Regions from separate parts of the Mus musculus genome. Here region 1 is linked to region 2. Evidence: chromatin contacts called from public promoter capture Hi-C data. All regions are on one chromosome and are shown on one strand. Each heading gives the region's core, a stretch centred on a gene start, on an enhancer-like site or on the middle of the called end of the contact. The rest is flanking DNA. Distances are from core to core; before and after follow the strand shown. Region 1 holds the start of Flad1 (flavin adenine dinucleotide synthetase 1). Region 2 holds the start of Rit1 (Ras-like without CAAX 1).

Region 1 (2,700 bases), core at 130-2,629, 700 kb before region 2:
CAAGTCACAACAGAAAATCCCAGGAGAAATGTAGATGTCAGACCCCGTCCAAACCTACTGGGTCACAATTTACATATCGTAATATCTAGGGATAGCGAGATGGTTCAGCAGGTAAGAGTAAGACTCCGCCACCCAAATTGGGATAGATCCTAGGCCCCACATAAAGGTGAAAGAAAAGGGACTCCAGAAAGTTGTCCTCTGGCTTCCATTTGCATGCTGGGACACTGCTGTCCTTCCTAGTCATACAATAATAGTAAAAGCTTTTTTAAAAAAAAGAAAAAAAAAACCCAGATGATTAAGCTATTTTTCCCCAGCAAAGCAAAGGGTGGAGGGGCACTGAAGTAGGAATGAAATGTTGTGAGTACCCAAAGTGAGTCCAAGGTACTCCTGCGTACCCCTCTCTCCAGGGACCCATCATTGGGAAGTGATGTTCTGGAGGCAGGTGGGGCAGGAAAGGGTTTTTACATTTTAAAGTCAGAGAAGCTTAAGTAGTTTTTCCCTTTATATTAGAAACAAACGAAGGTTCCACACCCTGCAGCTCACACCTCATTGTTAATGCTAATAACATCTTCACCTTCCCCACGCCTTTAATCCCAGCATTTGGGAGGCAGAGGCAGGCGGATTTCTGAGTTCGAGGCCAGCCTGGTCTACAGAGTGAGTACCAGGACAGCCAGGGCTATACAGAGAAACCCTGTCTCAGAAAAAAAAAAAAAAAAAGAAAAACCATCTTCACCTTCTCAAATTTAAGAGGCAAAGCCAAGCGGTGGTGGCCCACGCCTTTAATCCCAGAACCTGGGAGGCAGAAGCAGGAGGAGTTAATAAACCTGGTCTACAGAGCGAATTCCAGCTACACAGAGAAACCCTATCTCGAAAGAGGAGAGAGGGGTAGAGACAGAAAGAGAAATGTGATGCAATGAAGTGTAGTAACACATGATTTGAATCCCACCACTCCCCAGGCAGTTCGAGACCAGGCTGATCGGTTTAAACAAGTTACTTCCCGGGCTATATACTGGGGCTCTGTCTGAACTGTTTTTTAATATTTGAATGAAACAGAATCAGACCTTCATTTTCTTCTAGTACTACAAAGCAGCACCCGACAGTCCCACCCGACAGTCCTTAAAACACCTCCCAATATTTTCCCTTCGAGTACCAGAACACTTTAAGTCCCGCCCTCCATGGGCTAAGGCCAGGCCCCTATTTTTACTTCCGGACAGTGATGACTACATGGTGTTGCCAATAACAACTTAGCATTTCCTCTAGCTCCGCGATGAGGCGCGTGAGCGATTGCCGGTTAGACCAATAGAACCACTGGTAGGAGTGAGCGACAGCCAAAATAACCAATCAACATGAAGCATTGTAAGGCGGGACTTTGAGTACGGAAGCTGTCCTAGGACATGCGGAAAGGAAAGAGCGAATGACCCTGTGCAGGGGGCAAAATAGAGGTGGGATGATACGAGATCAGTGATCTGAAGCCTGGTGAGAAAAAGAGATCTCGGGATAGAAAGGGTGCAGAAGTAGGTTGAGCCCTGGTCATTGGCGGAGGGAGGAAAGAAATGCATTTAAAGGGACCCTAAGGCCCAGAATAAGGTAGACATTTAAAGGGACAGGTGATCCGAAGAGAAGAGACATTTAAAGGTGCAGATATACCCAAGATAGGGCAAATTTTAAACCTGCTCGGCAGACGGAGATATCTAAAGTGGTAGGTCTTGGGAAAACATGGCACTTTAAAGGAATAGGAATCGAGACGTTTTTAGGAACCTGGGGCTTAAGAGTATGTTAAAGAGGCCGGAGTAAGGGTGACTAAAGAAGATTGAGCCTTCCTTCCTCTAGGAAGAAGGTACACTCCTGACGTCTTCATTGTCCTTTCTGGCTCTTCCAGGTTCCCTCAACCCCGGAACTCAGGGTATGGCCTCCTGCATCCTGTAGACCTGGCGGCCTCTCAGTACATACGGCCCCAATTTGGGGTTCTGAGTGGCTACTGGAAAGCCTTGCAAAAGAGCACAGAGGGCAGGACCATGGCATCTAGGGCCTCTGAACTGCCCCCAGGATCAGGGCGCAGCGTGACAGCAGGCATCATCATTGTTGGAGATGAGATCCTTAAGGTGTGTCTGGAACGGAAGAGGGGAAGAGTGTGGCATTCTATTGTCGTGGACTCTTTACGGTGAAAGGAGGGAAACCGGAGTAGGAATCCCCTTTCTTGCCAAAGTCCGGCCCTGGAGTGAGTCCTAACACATTGGAGGAAAAGTGACCCTTCGGTTGAGTGTTTCTGTTGAAAGATGGGTAGTAACTTTCCTACAACTTGCTACGAAGTATGACTGGGGGCAGAGTAGCCACATAACAAGTGACAGGTGGCACAGCAAGTAGAGGAAGCTCAGCAGGCTGGATAGGCGAGCTAGAAGGAAGGTAAGAGAAGAAAGGACTCTATTCTGGACGGCCAGGGTGCTGTTAGAGGATGTGGCAAGCATGGGTTGGCAACAGTAATAGTTACCCTGATCTTTTTTAGTGTCTACCAGAGGCTGGTCTGCACTTAACTATATCACATGTGGCCTTACAAACTTCAAAAATTCCATGAAATTGGGGTTTTTATTACAGATCTCTATAAATTATGAAACAGCCTCAAGGAGGTTAGGAAACTTACCCCAGATCACAAGCCTACAAAGTCCTAGGAACAAAGTGATACATGCCTTAACCTCCAGCACT
Region 2 (2,713 bases), core at 153-2,652:
TTGCATGGTATGCTCGGCTAGAGTCTCAGGTTCCATCCCCAGGTGGGGGTGTCAGGGAGACAGATTTACCCCACTAGCATTCCACCAACCTATGACAGCCAAAGATGACAAAGACACAGGAGAAGACAGTACTATATAATGAGCTGCAAGGATAAGGAAATAAAGGAAGAGCTCTAAGTGGAAGATTGGTTCTAAGAGTTCAGCAGGCTGGCTCTACTTGTTTTTCTGCTTCCTTTTGTGGAAGTTCAAACCAGCTGACTCATCCTTCAGGGTTAGTCTCATGTCAGACCCTGAACAGTGACAGCAAGAAAAGGTTTCATTGAGTGGTCGTTAAACTTTTCCTTTAATCTAACAATACATTATATGTCCTTAAATAAAAAAGACAGTTTGTCTACCAATGTAATCTGAAGACTAAAGATAGCATAAATGTGCATATGAAGTCTAAAATAAATACTCAAATGTTTATTCTGGTCTCTAAGTAAGTATGAATTACATACACAAACAAGCTTAGGATATAAATATTACTTTTTAAGCTCTAACTCTATTGAGATACTTTCCCAGGCTGTATCTGGAAATATAAACAAGGAGCTGACTTACCAATGGTGGGGTCATGGTCTTCTGGGAATCGGTGGCTGATGAACTGCATTGTCATGGCTTCAAAACAAGAGATGCAACTCAGGACACTGTGACCAGGAAGTATTTTAGCTATCAATTTTGCACAAGAGCCAGTAACCCATCTGGGTTGCTTTTCAAACGTTGTGTGGCAAACAGAAATGGTTACCTACCACTCTTCCCAACTCCACCGGCACCCAGCATCACTAGTTTGTATTCCCGGGAGAGTGCTGCAGGGCTGCTACAGCTGCTACCAATGGGGCGAGCTCCGGACTCCATTGTCCTCCGGGGCAGTCCTGGGCCCCTGGGAAAGGCCTCCTAGAGGAGAAGGCACAGAACATTCAATCCAGGATGGAAACAGTGGGCCACAGTGAGAGCCTCCTTCTTCCGTCCCCAAACACCATGGCCTACTCTGCTCATTGCAGAACGCTAAGAAGCCCTACATCCTCGCCCTTCACAATCAGTCTCAGTCCTAAAACAGATCATAGATGTCCAAACTTACTTTTTCCAGAAAACTAAAAAGAACTTAAAACTTCAGATTGAGGCAGCGTGCCAGTAGGAAGGAGCCGGATGAGTGCAGAGCGCTGCCTGACACTGTCACGTTCTTTCACGGTGGCCGTGGCTCCCCCACTTCACCACCTTTCCCGCCACCGTCACCCCCCCGCCCTGTTCACCTGAGCCTGTACCTCTGAAACCAGCTTTGAGGCCGGGTGGTAACCCGCGTTCCTTTCCCAGCTGCGCCCCACAGCCCAGGGCCCCGCCCGGGTCCTGGAAGATGGCGCCGGTGGGCGGGGCATGACCCTGAGCCCCGCCCCCACAGCTGACAGATACTCTGCTCCGCCCCGCGCCTAACTCTAACTCGCTAAGCCCTCTGGTCACATACGAATCTCAAGGCTTGCACTTACAAAAATGGATGTTATATTAATCGAACAGATACTTTTAAAGATTTATTAATTTATTATATGTAAGTACACTGTAGCTGTCTTCAGACACTCCAGAAGTGGATGTCAGATCTTGTTAAGATGGTTGTGAGCTACCATGTGGTTGCTGGAATTTGAACTCAGGACCTTTGGAAGAGCAGTGCTCTTAACACCTAAGCCATCTCTCCAGCCACGAACAGATACTTTTAAAGTGATTAACTTAGGGCTATTTGCTGCTGGTAGAGGGAAAATATCTGTCACCAGATGTACAGCACAACAAACCCACACCCCCTCAATCTTTCCAAAATACAGAATTACATTAGGGTAGGTATGGTACTTGCTACAAAGCAGCGCTTCATTTTCCAAAAACGCTGTTACATCAAAAGCTCTTGAAACCAAAACCAGATGATCGCGGTATCCAGTTATTCTAGTTAGAATTTTTTTTTTAAAGATTTATTTATTTATTATATATAAGTACACTGTAGCTGTCCTCAGATACTCCAGAAGAGGGCATCAGATTTCGTTACGGATGGTTGTGAGCCACCATGTGGTTGCTGGGATTTGAACTCGGGACCTTCGGAAGAGCAGGTGGCGCTCTTAACCACTGAGCCATCTCACCAGCCCTCTAGTTAGAATTTTAAATTTTAAAATTATTAAGACAAATACAAGTCAGATAGGATGCAAGCACATCCATATAAACCAAGCATTTGGAAGGTGTCTGTGCCAAGCAGTACAAGGGCCACCTTGGATACCAGCTAAATTCGACATTGGGTTACATGAAACCCTGTCTTAAAAGCAGAGCTCAGGAGAGATTATCAGTAGTTAAAAACACTCCTTGCGGGGGCTGGTGAGATGGCTCAGTGGGTAAGAGCACCCGACTGCTCTTCCGAAGGTCCAGAGTTCAAATCCCAGCAACCACATGGTGGCTCACAACCATCCGCAACAGGATCTGATTCCCTCTTCTGGAGTGTCTGAGGACAGCTACAGTGTACTTACATATATTAACAAAATAAATCTTTAAAAAAAAACAAAAAACACTTCTTGCTTCTGGATTCAGTCGCTAGCACCCACACAGTGGCCCACAACCATCCAGTTTCAGGGGATCCACAACCCTCTTCTGACCATTTGCAGGCATCAGGAATACAAATGGTGCACATATATACACATAAGCAAAAACATAC

The links. Promoter capture Hi-C pulls out the DNA fragments that hold promoters and counts their contacts.
Region 1: a contact with region 2 is called in a promoter capture Hi-C map of hippocampal neurons, with 2.6 times the contacts expected there. The contact joins the promoter of Flad1 here to the promoter of Rit1 in region 2. A contact is called at or near these places in 2 of 39 promoter capture datasets (hippocampal neurons and liver).

The regions. Positions count from the first base shown.
Region 1 is chr3:89,410,560-89,413,259 of GRCm38.p6, reverse strand. Flad1 (flavin adenine dinucleotide synthetase 1) reads left to right here and starts at 1,379. Exons shown (of 8, transcript NM_177041.4): 1 at 1,379-1,476; 2 at 1,880-2,102. The coding sequence starts at 2,016.
Region 2 is chr3:88,715,543-88,718,255 of GRCm38.p6, reverse strand. Rit1 (Ras-like without CAAX 1) reads right to left here and starts at 1,402. Exons shown (of 6, transcript NM_009069.4): 1 at 1,299-1,402; 2 at 786-930; 3 at 598-654. The coding sequence starts at 891.